Regions from separate parts of the Danio rerio genome. Here region 2 is linked to region 1. The links are chromatin contacts, called in public HiChIP or PLAC-seq maps. All regions are on one chromosome and are shown on one strand. Each heading gives the region's core, a stretch centred on a gene start, on an enhancer-like site or on the middle of the called end of the contact. The rest is flanking DNA. Distances are from core to core; before and after follow the strand shown.

What was found. HiChIP or PLAC-seq counts read pairs in DNA pulled down with a chosen protein or histone mark.
Region 2: a contact with region 1 is called in an H3K4me3 HiChIP or PLAC-seq map of embryo, with 2.2 times the contacts expected there. The contact joins the promoter of tor4ab here to the promoter of zgc:158343 in region 1. A contact is called at or near these places in 2 of 18 Hi-C or Micro-C datasets (caudal fin and embryo) and 2 of 4 datasets of contacts at active chromatin or transcription factors (caudal fin and embryo).

The regions. Positions count from the first base shown.
Region 1 is chr5:10,551,968-10,559,276 of GRCz12tu, forward strand. It overlaps zgc:158343, which reads right to left and starts at 1,457. Exons shown (of 1, transcript NM_001080038.1): 1 at 302-1,457. The coding sequence starts at 1,415. The coding sequence ends at 786.
Region 2 is chr5:10,637,078-10,644,505 of GRCz12tu, forward strand. tor4ab (torsin family 4, member Ab) reads right to left here and starts at 1,651. Exons shown (of 4, transcript NM_001109861.1): 1 at 1,588-1,651.

The DNA of each region.
Region 1 (7,309 bases), core at 207-2,706:
CACAAATATTTGATGTTGATTTAACTTTTTTTGAAAAGTAAATCAGGTTTCAACTACATTTTGTAGGTTATACAAAGCTTAACTTGATATTTTTAGTTAAAGTTGAGATTACTTTAAAAAAGTTAATTCGATTCAACTAAAAAAAAATGTAAGGCAGCAATAATTATTTTAATGTGCGATATACAATGTTTTATATAAATATTTTTACCTTAAATGTTTCAAACTGACACTAAGAAACTATTGTATTGTCAACAAGTTTGTCAGGAAAAGGAGAAGGAAAAAGAAGACAATGGAAAAGTATAGTTGAAGTTGCAAATATCAATTTATTTCACAATAACAAAATAAATAAGTAAATAATAACAATAAATAGCATTAAATAATAAATAGTTAACGAATACTTCATCATACATATGTTCATATATAACACACAGGAAATCGTCAATATGAGATTCAAGTATTATTTCAGCGTTCAGCAACACAAACGATCATCGCGACGTCCTCATGATTTCAGACTTCTGTATCTAAAAAAACAGCTCTACTTGCAAGGCTATGCTAAATATCTACCCTTCAAGCGAAACATATTCAAGTAAGCTAAATCTAAAGCCTTTCAAGTATCATTCCGTAAGCTTTTTGTTCGTCATTCAAGTCCATCAAACGTCTCCTCAGTTTGTGTTTACTTCACTTCGCTCTAAAACACCGTAGTCTTATAGTTTTGAGCACCACAGGAGCTCGTTTTTCCAAAAAGGCTTGGAGTAAAAAGTCCACAGACTTGTTTAAGAGTTCGTTCAGTTCTCAGAACCAAGTCTATGATAGACTGGATAGAGAAGAGCCACCACATATCCATTTCTCCGGCTCTGCTGCTGCTGCTGGTAGATCGCGGTGAAATCCTCCTCCTCCAATACGGAGCTCGGGCATGTAGTGTTCAGGAGCCAGAAACTGTCCTTTTTCTCCCCGTTCCTGGAGCTGGAGGACTCGTATGGCATCTGGATGAACTCCTCAGGGCAGTTGCTCATCATTTGTTTAGCTTGCTCTTCAGCAGACTGGAAAGGGAGCACGTTGTATGCAGACGCCTCAGTCTGCGGAGTCTCCACGGATCCCTCCTCGGTGTAGATCTGCATGAAAACCACCATGCATAATATGAGCAGCCAGCGTTTAACCGGGCTCTTTTCGGCTGGTGGGAGATATTTGCGCACTTTGGCTGGGTACATGACCCTTGTGTTCCTCTTGCGCGGCCGAACTGGAACTCCGCGCTGCGGGAAAGCGCCGGGCTGCTGCGGCTCAGGGATCCGCTCGAAAGTGAAGATTTCCGGCTGTGTGTTGCGCGGCATCATCGATCCGAAGCCGAACTGCGGTTGTGGCTGGAAGAAGTTGTTTGATGGTAATGTGAAAATCAGACTGTCTGATCTGGTCAGCATTGTTAGTTCAGGTCGGTTTTAGAATGCTGTATTTGCTCTTGTGTCTCTGGATCGCAAAAGTGACTTCTCTAACTTTAGAGTGAGGTCTATATATTTTGGTTTTAAGAGACGCCCATAGAGAAAAGCCACACCCTTCAGATGGAAAATGTTGGGATTTTTACACAAAAAGTACACGGTTTTAGACTATTGTGAGAGGTTAAGGCTAGAGAATCGCTGAGAGCCACGAAGAGATTGACTTCATGAGAGGTTATATAAAATAAAAAAACAATTGTTTTATAAACCAAACATCATTGGATTATTTTAACTTCTTTTAAAGAAAACCATTTGATTTTTTTGTATTTTTCTAATCTATCTAAAATTTGTGAACTAAAATTTTTAAGACTGTCAGCTGTTCATATTTTACATTTATTTGCTTCTAAAAAGGTAATTAATTTACTAAAAATCATTTAATCACAACCTTAAAGACAAAAAATATCGGGTTAAAAAAATAATCCAAGGTTTTAGACTATTGTGAAAGGGTTAAGGATAGAGAATCACTGAAAGCCATGAAGAAATTGACTTCATGAAGGCTTATATAAAATCAATCAAAAACAAAACATTTTTATAAACCAAACATCATTGGATCACTTCAAGTGTAGAAAGAAAACCATTTGATTTTATTGTATTTTTCTTTCTATCTGAATGTGTGGATTATTTAATGATTTTTAAGACTGTCAGCTGTTTATATTTAACATTTATTTATTTTCTAAAAATGTTCCCTTGAATAAAAATGTAACCTTCAATCAAGACGGAAAATATTGTGCTTTAACAAAAAAGTAGGCTACAAGGTTTTAGACTGATGTGAGAGGTTAAGGTTAGTGAGAATTGTTGAGAGAGTCATGAAGAGATTTACTTCATGAGAGGTTATTTAAAATCAATCAAAAACAAAACATTTTTATAAACCAAATATCACTGGATCACTTTAAGTAAATGATTTGATTTTGTTCTATTTTTCTATCTATCTAAATGTGTGAATTAAGGATTTTTAGGACTGTCAGCTGTTTATATTTTACATTTATTTATTTCTAAAAATTTAATCCATTAACTAAAAATCATTAAATCACACCCTTAAGATGGATTTTTGAGTTCAAAAAAAAAAAAAAAAAAAAAAAAAACAAGGTTTAAGACTAATGTGAGAGGTTAAGGATAGAGAATCAATGAGAGCCATGAAGAGATCAACTTCATGAGAGGTAATGTGAAAAACAAACAAACAAACAAACAAACAAACAAACACATTTTGTAAACCAAACCTCATTGGATCACTTTAAGTATCCCAAAGCAGACTTTTTTTTTAAGAAAATGATTTGATTTTATTGTATTTTTCTATCTGTCTAAATGTGTGAATTATATTGTGAATTTTAAGACTGTCATCTGTTTATATTTTACATTTATTTATTTTCTAAAGATTTAATTCATTAACTAAAAGTCATTTAATGACATCCTTCAGTCAAGATTGAAAAACACAAGATATTAGACTAATATGAGAGGTTAAGGTTAGAAAGAATCATTAAGATATCATTATGTTTTACATTTACAATACAATAGTTTATTTTATTTTATTAAATTATATTATATTTTACATTTATTTATTTCCAGAAAGGAAATTCATTAACTAAAAGTCCTCACTTTAAGTGTACCACAATGTTTTTAAGTAAACAGTTTGATCTTTTTGAGGGAATTATAATGATTGTAAGACGGTCGGGATTTTTAATATTTCCTATTCATTTATTTAAAATTTGTCAAATTAAATATAAATGTGGTAGCCTATGTGGAGCTGCCTTGAATTAATCTGAGAATGGTGCAAATTATAATTTGACACTACACAAAGTCTGTCAAATGTTATTTATTCATTTATTGGTCATTTTGTTGCTATATGTTTGTGCCATCTAAAAATAAGTGAAAATAAATATAATGTAGGGTTGGAAATGTGCATGCTTGCAATTGTATTTCTCTCAAAAAGTAAAAAATAAAAATAAATAAATAGAAAAGTGGAAAAATGATTATATAAATGTAATAGTAAATATAAATTAAAGTGCTCAAAATAAACGAGTACACCCCTCACAGATCTCTCTTTGAAAATAAAGTTTCAATATGATGCTTTACAATAATATATCTGTGCATAAACTGTACATTATTAGTCATTACCAAAGCCAAAACTGGAACTAGACCAGCAAAAAACATAATATGCTGGAGTAAAAAATTACTTTTTTAAACAGAAACAAAATCAAGAGAAAGTTTAAAAAAATTTAAAATGTTGAAAATGTGTAGTTTGTTGTTTTTACTGCAATAAATTGGTCAAATTTAAATGTATTATTTTTCTATTGCTAAAGATGCGTGACCAAACTCTTATTTTAATTAATAAAACCGTTCAATGAATCGGTTTTATTTAAATGCACTAAAATGTGTGTCTACATGTATCTTTGTGTGGTTGTGGCTAGTTGTGTGGACTCTGCTAAATTTAGAATGACTTGTGTCTCTATAGGGTTATAGTCATCTGTATTTTTTTTCCTCAGCCCCTTTAAGATATTCAGTTACATCATTTTTTAGTGACTCATGCTGAAGCATGCAATCATACTCACTGTGTCTGAATATAATGCTCGATGCTGTTCGTGTAACGTGTTTTTTTTTTGTTTTTTTTTTGCTTTCTAATGAGGAATTACACTTTCTACCATGAAATTCTGTTTAACTCCAATTTCTTCACCTAATTCTTGATCTTCACGGTAGAGTTTTGTTTCCCACATTCTGATAAAGGACGCAATAACTATTTCTCAAGCCTTATCTTACATGAGAAAAAATGTTTTTGGTCAAGCATGAACACTTATGGCGTAGTTTAGTCTGAAACTCACCACTTTTTATCTGAGTTTGCAATTAACACATGAAAGTTATACAATTGTGTTTTGCTATTCAAACCTTTCGGTTTCCCAAAGAAACATTAACATGAAGTACATTTGAATATTCCTAGAAAATATAGTTCTTCAAGAACCTCCATTGAACATTTCCAGCCCACTAAAAAATTCTTATTCTGGAAAAGTTTTTAGACTAAACACAAAATGTTCAGTGCAAGTGATATAAAAAGTGATGTTCACTTACTTTTCAAAGTAAAGTTTACTTATCGATTTCACTTTAAAAGAAACAGGTTTACTCACCTTTTAAAGTCAACAAATCACTTTAAAAGCAATAAGTTTACTCTCTTTTCTGAGTAAAGTCAACTAATCGCTATAAAATCAAATTGTTTACTTATTTTTTCTGAGTAAAGTAAAATAGTAATTCTAAAAGCAATGGGCTTACTCATTTATCTGAGTAAAGTCAACAAATTGCTGTAAAAGCAACAGGTTTACTCACTTTTCAAAGTCAACGAATCACTTTAAAAGCAATGTGTTTACTCACTCTTTTCTGAGTAAAGTCAACTAATCGCTTTAAAAGCAACAGGTTTACTCACCTTTTAAAGTCAATGAATCAATTTAAAAGCAATGCATTTACTCAGTTTTTCCTGAGTAAAGTCAACTAATCGCTTTAAAAGCAATGTGTTTACTCACTCTTTTCTGAGTAAAGTCAACCAATTGCCTAAAAAGCAAAGGGTTTATTCACTTCGCTGAATAAAGTCAACTAATCGTTTTAAAAGCAACAGGTTTACTTACTCTCTAAAAGCAATTTGTTTACTTATTTTTTTCTTAGTAAACTAATAATTTTAAAAGGTTTACTCACGTTTTCTAAGTAAAGTCAACTGATCGCTATAAAAGCAAATTGTTTACTTATTTTTTCCTCAGTAAACTAATCACTTTAAAAGCAATAGGGTTTCCTCACTTTTCTGAGTAAAGTCAACTAATTACTTTAAAAGCAATGGGTTTTCTTAATTTTTTCTGAGTCAACTAATCTAAAGCAACATGTTTACTTACCTTTTAAAGTCAACCAATCTCTTTAAAAGCAATGGGTTTACTCACTGTTTTCTGAGCATAGTCACCTAATCGCTTTAATAGCAACAGGTTTATTCACTTCGCTGAATAAAGTTAACTAATAGTTTCAAAAGCAACAGGTTTACTTAATTTGTTCTGGGTATAGTTACCTAATGGCTTTAAAAGCAACACGTTTACTTACTCTTTTCTGAGTATAGTCTACTAATGGCTTTAAAAGCAATGGGTTTACTCACCCTTTTCTGAGTATAGTCTACTAATCGCTTTAAAAGCAACCAGTTTACTCACTTTTTCTGAGTATTGTTTACTAATTGCTTTAAAAGCAATGGGTTTACTCACTCTTTTCTGAGTATAGTCTACTAATCGCTTTAAAAGCAATCAGTTTACTCACTTTTTCTGAGTATTGTTTACTAATCGCTTTAAAAGCAATGGGTTTACGAGACTTTTCTAAGTAAAGCGATTAGTTGACAATACTTAGAAAAAGATAATAACTTCCACTTCTTTTAAAACTATTAGTTGAATACACTGAGAAAAAAGTGAGCAAATCCACTGCTTTTAAAGCATCTAGTTGACTATACTGAGAAAAAAAGTGAGTAAATCCACTGCTTTTAAAGCAATTAGTTGACTATACTGAGAAAAAAGTGAACAAATCCACTGCTTTTAAAGTGATTAGTTGACTATACTGAGAAAAATTGAGTAAATCACTGCTTTTAAAGCGATAAGTTGAATATACTGAGAAAAAAGTAAGTAAATCCACTGCTTTTAAAGCATCTAGTTGACTATACTGAGAAAAAAGTGAGCAAATCCACTGCTTTTAAAGCATCTAGTTGACTATACTGAGAAAAAGTGAGTAAATCCATGGCTTTTAAAGCAGTTAGTTGACTATACTGAGAAAAAGTGAACAAATCCACTGCTTTTAAAGCGATTAGTTGACTTTACTCATAAAAGAGTGAGTAAATCCACTGCTTTTAAATTGATTAGTTGACTTTACTCATAAAAGAGTGAGTAAACTCGTTGCTTTTAGAGCAATTAGTTGACTTTACTCATAAAAGAGTGAGTAAACTCGTTGCTTTTAGAGCAATTAGTTGACTTTACTTGTAAAAGTCTTGTAAACCCATTGCTTTTAAAGTCAACTATTTGCTTTAAGCAACGAGTTTACTCTCTTTAAAAGTCAACTAATCACTTTAAAAGCAACAGGTTTCCTCACTTTTCTTGACTAGGGAGTCCGTTAATCACTTTGTGCAGTGTACAGAAACATTTGAGGGATGTCAAAGATTCAGCAGGAACAACCAGTCCCAGTCATGATCACTGACTTTCAAATGGCCCTTTTAGATTTGTTTATGCTAAAGCAGGGGTCTCAAACTCAATTTACCTGGGGGCCGCAGGAGGCAAAGTCTGGGTGAGGCTGGGCCGCATAAGGGATTTCACAAAAAAAGTCCTCAAATGTCATTATTAACAGTTTTAATTATTTCTTCTGAACATGAAGTGTCCTGAACATTAATAGAACATTGAGTGAAGATTATGAACAGTTCTTCTGAACATCGCATCTTTTGCCTACTTCTTGCTGCCAGAGACTTGACAGCGCTTCTTCTCACAAATCTGAACCACATTTGGCTTTAGAGCGGAAGCAGTTGAGACCCTCAGTATGGCTTGTAGATGATCATCATTAAGTCTAGACCTGTACTTTGACTTATTGAAGTCCTAGGGAAAAAAGTGGGGGAACTCACTCAAAACTTCCGTTCCCTCACCTAAAAAAAAAGGCGTATATATGTATAAATAAAACACCCCCACCCCACTCCAGTCACATCAGTCTGTACCAGTCTGTATCTACCTATAATATCAATATATATAAGATGCAGGGCAGGCACGTGCACACATAGGGCTCAACCTGTGCAGAGCACATGCCCTTTTTAGTCTTGCATAGAAAGTGCCCTTCCAAAATGA
Region 2 (7,428 bases), core at 401-2,900, 85 kb after region 1:
CCACCATCTCAAAAATATTGCAAGAATTAGACAGAGAGGAAGTAGTTCATGGTTTTATGGCCAGCCATCTAATCTGAGTGATCGGGGAGAAGGGCTTTAGTCAGGGAGGTGATCAATAACCTGATGGTCACTCTGTCTGAGCTGCAGCGTTCTTCTGTGAAGGGTGAAGAACTTTACAGAAGGACAACCATCTGTGCAGCAATCCACCAATCAGGCCTGTATGGTTAAGTGGGCAGACGGAAGCCACTCCCCGCCTGGAATATGTCAAAAGGCATCTGAAGGACTCTCAGACCATAAGAAACTAAATTCTCTGGTCCCATGAGACTAAAATTGAACTCTTTGGAGTGAATGCCAGGCGTTACGTTTTGAGAAAGCAGATACCATCTGCTTGGCTAATACCATCTCTACAGTGAAGCATGGTGGTGGCAGCATCATGCTGTGAGGATGTTTTTCAGCAGCAGGAACTGGAAGACTAGTCAGGATAGAGGGAAAGATGAATGCAGCAATGTACAGAGACATCCAGAATGAAAACCTGCTTCAGAGTGCTCCTGACCTCAGACTGGGGCGATGGTTCATCTTCCAGCAGAACAATGACCCTAAGCACACCACCAAAATATCAATGGAGTGGCTTCACAAGAACTTTGTGAATGTCCTTGAGTGGCCCAGCCAGAGCCCAGACCCAAATATTATTGAACATCTCTGGAGAGATCTGAAAATGGCTGTACAGTGTCGCTTCCCATCCAACCTGATAGAGCTTGAGAGGTACTGCAAAGAGGAATGGGCAAAAATTCCTGAAGACAGGTGTGCCAAGCTTGTGGCATCATATTCAAAAAGGCTTGAGGCTGTAATCGCTGCAAAAGGTGCATCAACAATGTATTAAGCAAAGGCTGTGAATACTGATGTACATGTGATTTTCCAGCTTTTTTATTTTTTATAAATTTGCAACAATTTCAAAAACTCTTTTTTACATTGTCATTATGAGGAATAGTGTGTAAAATTTTGAGGAAAAAAATTGAATTTAATACATTTTGGAATAAGGCTTAAACATCAAAAAAAGGAAAAAAAAATAGTGAAGCGATATACATTCTGGATGCATATATATATATATATATATATATATATATATATATATATATATATATATATATATATGCATCCGGAAAGTATATATATATATATATATATATATATATATATATATATATATATATATATATATATATATATATATATATATATATATGAAAGCATCACTGTGTCTTATCTATAGAGATACTGCTGAGAATGATGTTTGTTTGCATACAGCTCTGAGGTCAGTTATGCAAACCTCACCATGCAAATGTGCTTGTGCTACACAGAAACAGTAGTATAAAACTGCATATAGAGACACGATCTTAAAATACAGACAAAACATGTTTTTGCTTCTTATTTTAACATCAAAGTCAGATGCCTGATTGTATACCAGTGAAATACGGCCCTTTATCTTGCATGCATAAGTTAGTGAGATAAAGAGAAACACGAGACATCAACAATCAAGAAGATCAGACCAAAAAACAAGCAGATGAGAAAGAAAACACGGGTTATTACCTTCAAAATCAGACGTGATGTCAACTTGCTGGATTCTTCTAGAGTGTTGGTGTTTTCCTTGAATATGGTCGTTTTGATGTGGATATCTGATATGCGATTGACTGCTGGTGTCCACCTGTCTGCTACCTGTCCAATAGGGCTTCAATCAGTCCATCATCTGTGGGTTTAAGCTCCGCCTCCTCATTCCACCGTCGCATCATGTCTGTTTTTTCATGTTTGCCTTTCCTTATGCAATGATGTGGAATAAAAATACAGCAACATCAGGGTCTCTGTACAACTGCGGTGTCACGTGCAGATGGAAAAGTCTGTACGTGCACAATCTGTATTTTTCTTATAATAAATGCTGGTCTGGGTTCTAAAGCTATTTTCAGACAGTAAACTGGAATAGAATAAATCATGATATGCACAGTTTGGATAAGATTATGGAAATATTTAAGTTAGTGCTCTAAACTGTTAAAAGCAAAGATTTGAAAAGCGTTTTTGTTTCTCCTCAGTGATGCTATAGGACAAAAATCAACGCAAAATCAACACAATCTCCTGGCAATTCGTAACTTTTTGGTTTAGTGGCTAATTGAATTCGTATGATTTAATTCATACAATTTAGTACGATTTGCTCATCCCCCAGTGATGGTTGGGGTTAGGGGTGGGGTTGGGTGCCACGCCTCCTTTTTAAAATTGTACATTTTTGTACGACTGAATCAACCACTAAACTGACAAAACGTAAAATACTTTCCTCGTTAGATCAGGCTGCCAAACTCAGTCCTGGAGGGCCGGTGTCCTGCATATTTTAATTCCAACCCCAATTAAACACACCTGAACCAGTTAATCAAGCTCTTTCTAGGTATACTATGGGGTACCCCAGAACAGAGTTTGGACACCCCTGCTATAGGACAACCATTTTTGCTAGGATTATTTTTTTAAATAAAGAGCCTTTTGTGGAATGTAAAGATTACAATTTCAAGGTTCTTAGATTCTGTGATTTTATTATTATTTAAAAAGTATGTTATTTTATGATTCTAAGATTCTTTGATGGTCATATTATATGAATCAAAGATTATAGCTCCTTTCACACACACAGACCTTTCTTTCCGGAAAATTACTGGCATTTTTCTGGAAAGGTCTGTTTGTGTGAACAGGTTCTTTTCGAAAATACTGGTAAATTTTCCAGAAAGAAAAGTTGTACCATTACCCATAATGGGCTATATGCACACAGACTTTTAATTTATAGTCAGGCAGCTCAAGAGCTTCTGGTGCACTGTCTTTCCATTACAAAATTTTCACGTTTAAGTTCTGATTTCTTACAAAATCAGCGATCTTCACTGTCTAATAGAGATACGATTTAAAGTGCACTGTAAAAATAAATCTGTAATTTTACATGTTATTCCGGCAGCTGGGGTGCTGGGAAAAAAAAGTTAAATAACGGCCGTTAAATTACAGAAATTTACTGTAAAATATCTGAGGTTGAATTACAGAAATTGTCCAGCGATTTTAATTTAAGGACATTTCTGTAGTTTAATATCTGTTATTTTACAGCAAATTTCTGTCCTTTAACGGCTGTTATTTTACGGTTTATTTCCAGTACCTCAGATTTTTTTTAAAGTGGGTCTCAGATTGGACAATCACACTGCATTAAATTCCATTTCCCCCCGCCATGTCTTTAAAATATGACAGTTTATGTTACCCCAGTATTTTCAATGGAATTTCTGTGCTAGCCTGTTGCTACTGACAGTCTTTCATCTCGTGGTTGAACAACTGAATGAAAGCTTAAGTCTATTTAACTGCATGTATTGTAATAACAGCATCGATGCTGTAAAAAACAACCTTGTGAAATTGGAAATAGTCACATTAAGCTTTCACCGGATGTTTATCGTTGGCTTTAAAACTCTAGCTGTGCATATAGCCCATTTGCAAATGCTGCGCTGTGTGAAGTGAAATTGCCGGAAAGAACGCGTTCATGTCTAGAAAGCTCAGACGTGAGATGTCTACTCAAGCCAATCAAAATATTCAGATGCTTTTTTTAATGAAAATAAAAGCTTTAGAATATTTTTCCAGACACATTTAGCTGCTAGATGTTAGTCAGAAAATGTTTCCATGTTCCGTCTTAATGTCAACTGTAAAAAAAAATCTATAAAATGCTTTTGATAAATCGCTGTTTGTTTACCTTGCTTCAGTTGCTTGACGCATGAGCACGTGAAGTAAAGCAGTGCTCCAGTCAGTGCATATTATATACATCTCGACATGTAAATATGTTCCTCCATGTTTTTATCAAAGTTGTTCACAAGACTGATCCATCCACAGAATTTGTAATGTAATTAAAAGTGTAAACGGGTTCGCACTTCTGCCATTGGATATCTCTGGGATAAAGCAGCTGCATGACTGCTAAAGCTTTAGATAAAAGTGAAATCATCAACAAAAGCCTGACCCCTTCTATGTTTACAAATACATGTGCAGCAGTTTAGAGGGGATGTTTTTCTTATTTCTGGTTACCGATGTCAGAATTTACCGCTATTTTGGAACGGATGTGTGAATGGTCTTTTTTGAATTTACAGGTAAAGTCGTTCCGCAATATTCAGGATATTTCAATAGTATCTGGATGCAGCCTTTAGGATGCAAGTTGAAATTGCATCACTTAGCGATGCAATGTCAGACACCATGCACTCAATGGAGTGAGTGACGTCACTGTGTGAGGTAGGGTTAGGTGTGGGGTTAGGTGAGCCCATTAAAAAGCATTGGATGCAGCTCAGATTGCACTACACCAGGTCTGCATCCAGACCTCTCTCCGATATTTACCAGTATCACTGTGTGAAAGGGGCTAATGATTCCAGGACTCTCAAAAATTCAGTGATTGTAAGAATCCATGATTATAAGATTCTGTGATACTAACATTGAATAGATTAAGATTCTGAGATTTTATTTTTTGATTCTAATGTTTTTGATTGTGTGAGTCTACAGTTGTTTGATTCTATGAATCTAAGATCCCGTTATTTCCAAGATACTATGAATAAAAGTTTGTAAAATTCTGATTCTAAAAGTCTAATTATATGACTCTAAGGTGATTCTAAAATTCTGTGAGTAAATATATTTTTATAATTCTAAAATTCTATGAATATAAGGTCCCACTTTTGTAGACTTTCTAGACCCATTTTGTACACAACAGATCAAACCCTGAGGCAGATGGACTACAGCAGCAGCAGACCCCACCAGGTGCCACTCCTGTAAGCTAAAAACATGAAACTGAGGCTACAGTTCACACAGGCTCACCAAAACTGGACAATAGAAGATTGAAAAAACGTTGCCTGCTCTGATGAGTCTCGATTTCTGCTCGACATTCAGCAGAAGGGGTAGGGTCAGAATTTAAATTCTACAGCCTGTCTTTCTTTCTCTGAAAGCATTTGAGAGTTTCCTTGACTGTGTTTTGGATCTTTGTCTTGCTGAAATGTCCACCCTGGTTTCATCTTCATCATCCTGCAAATGTAAATGTTGGACTGAAGCAGTTGATTTTCATTTACAATGAGGAAGGACAGAGGATTGCTGAAGAACAACTGAGAGATTTCATCTGCTGTCTGGGCTTTCGCTGCCTTTCTACGCCTCCCTTTCTTCATGTGTTCAATACTTTTCTCCTTTGTCATATTATTTTATTACAAAGAACTTCATTAGTAAACTAATAAATTTTTTTTTGGGGGGGGGGGGGGGGTCATGTATGGATTTGTTTGGTTGCTATCAACATCCAGTGAAAATTTCAAGTCAACAGCACCTTTACAAAAATGTTTTCTGAGAAAAATGGTGACATGTTCAATATTTTCCCAACTGTATACGTTTCATTGTTGCAGTGTCCACCTAAACACAACACATGAACTGTTTCTGATTTTAATTGTAATGCAATAACCTTTTCTAAAGCTGCTTTGAAACAATAAATATCATAAAAAAGAACCATACAAATGCATTTGTACTTAATTGAATCCAGCTTGTATACATGAATATATACAGAATATATATATATATATAAAAAAATGTAATGAATGTATGAATAAATGCAGGAAAAAGCCACACACTTGACCTGTTGTGATCCTTGACCCATCTCCACGCCACTGGCAGAATCTACATTATTCACAAATGATCTAAATGACATTTACATAACTGCTTTGTGGGTGGAAACAGAAAGCGGTTTTATTTTGCATTATTTGCAGTCTAATTCACCGATTATTCAATTAGGGTAATTTTGCCGGAGGAACAATTTTCCTAACGATATAATGGACAGTAGGTTTTCCACATCCAAGTGTTCAGACAGAAACAAATGAGGGAGTTTTACCATGAAAGTTCACGTCCTTAAAATTACACCTGAGGGACAACGTTTGTCACAAAGTTCGTCATCACAATGTCTGTTTGTACACAAAACTGAATGACAGACTGCGTCACAATCTTGAGTGAACAGTCAGTTTCTGTTTTTGAGAGCATTAAAAAGTGTCAGAATGACTGCTAATTATGTCATAAAATATGTGCACCACACTGTGTAATTTAACCTGGAAAGACAATAATTATATTATTTATTAATAATTAACAAACAACAATACAGTCATACAGTAACATTCAGTCTAAATATTTAAATAAGCCATATTTATATAGTATATAGTAATATATTAGCATATGATATTATTTTCCCCATTTATTTATGCTTATAATTGAAGCTTATTTTGCATAGATAAATGCATGAAAATATTAAATAAAATCTTGAACTACAAGATATCTAAAACTGCTGGTCTTATGACTAGAAAGCAGTTAAAACTTCTACGGATATTTACTACGGATATTATTTACCAACATAGTCTCATTCTGAAAATGTAGCCCTATGTACATTTCTGAAGATCGCAAATTATGTATCCAGAAGTACGTATGGCTGCCTCTTGTCTTTAAAATGACCTCTAGAGTGTGGTTTGACGCCGTTCCTTTTCGTGCTTATCAGCTCACCGCTTACCTTGGTATGGACGGCTTTTTCGCTGTAACCAGTTTGACCAGTGTCTTACCATGTATTTCGGCGGATTTGAGATGCAGAGCAGAGTTAACCACAACAACGGGGTTCAAGTCAGGTGAAGAACAATTCCAGAAATCAAGTAAGACAAAAACAGAAACCAAAAAATAAAAATAAGTAAATAACAGGATAAGAATGTGGTAAAAATTGGGCTTCCACGAGGGCTTTTCGTTTTCTGGATTGCTTTTTAAAACTGTTGGTTGGGTTCAGTAAAGAAGAAAGGGTGGGAAATCAGTCGATAAGTCAGTCAGTCGTTTACATAAGAACAGCAGGTGCGAATGGCACGCTTGAGAGAAATATGAGATCCCAAAAAGCGCACAAGTGCAGATTTGCAAAAATAATAACTGCAAAAAATTTTGCTCCTGGGACATATTTGGCGCTCTCTAGAAATGTATATAGCAGTATGTTTTCACAGTGTGCCTTTAAACATATTACACTTTCACTCATCTTTGGATGACAATATAAGATATTATTCATATTAATCATTATCACCTTATATACACTGTTATACAATTTCCTGTTGAATCTACACTACCTGACAAAAGTCTCGTCGCCAATTCAAGTTTTAGGAACAAATAACTTGACTTCTAGTTCACCATTTGGTATCAGAGGTGTCTTATATGAAAGGCAAAGGCCTCTAGATTACGCTTATTTTACCACAATAAAATATGACCATTAGTTGATTTTTAATTGATTTCATTAGGACGGTAAGGTCTGACTTTGCTTAGACAAAAGTCTTGTCACTTAACAGAAATAATATCCAGTATAGAATATAAAGCCATGGTGCAGTGGAAAAAGAATGAATATTGTGTCTG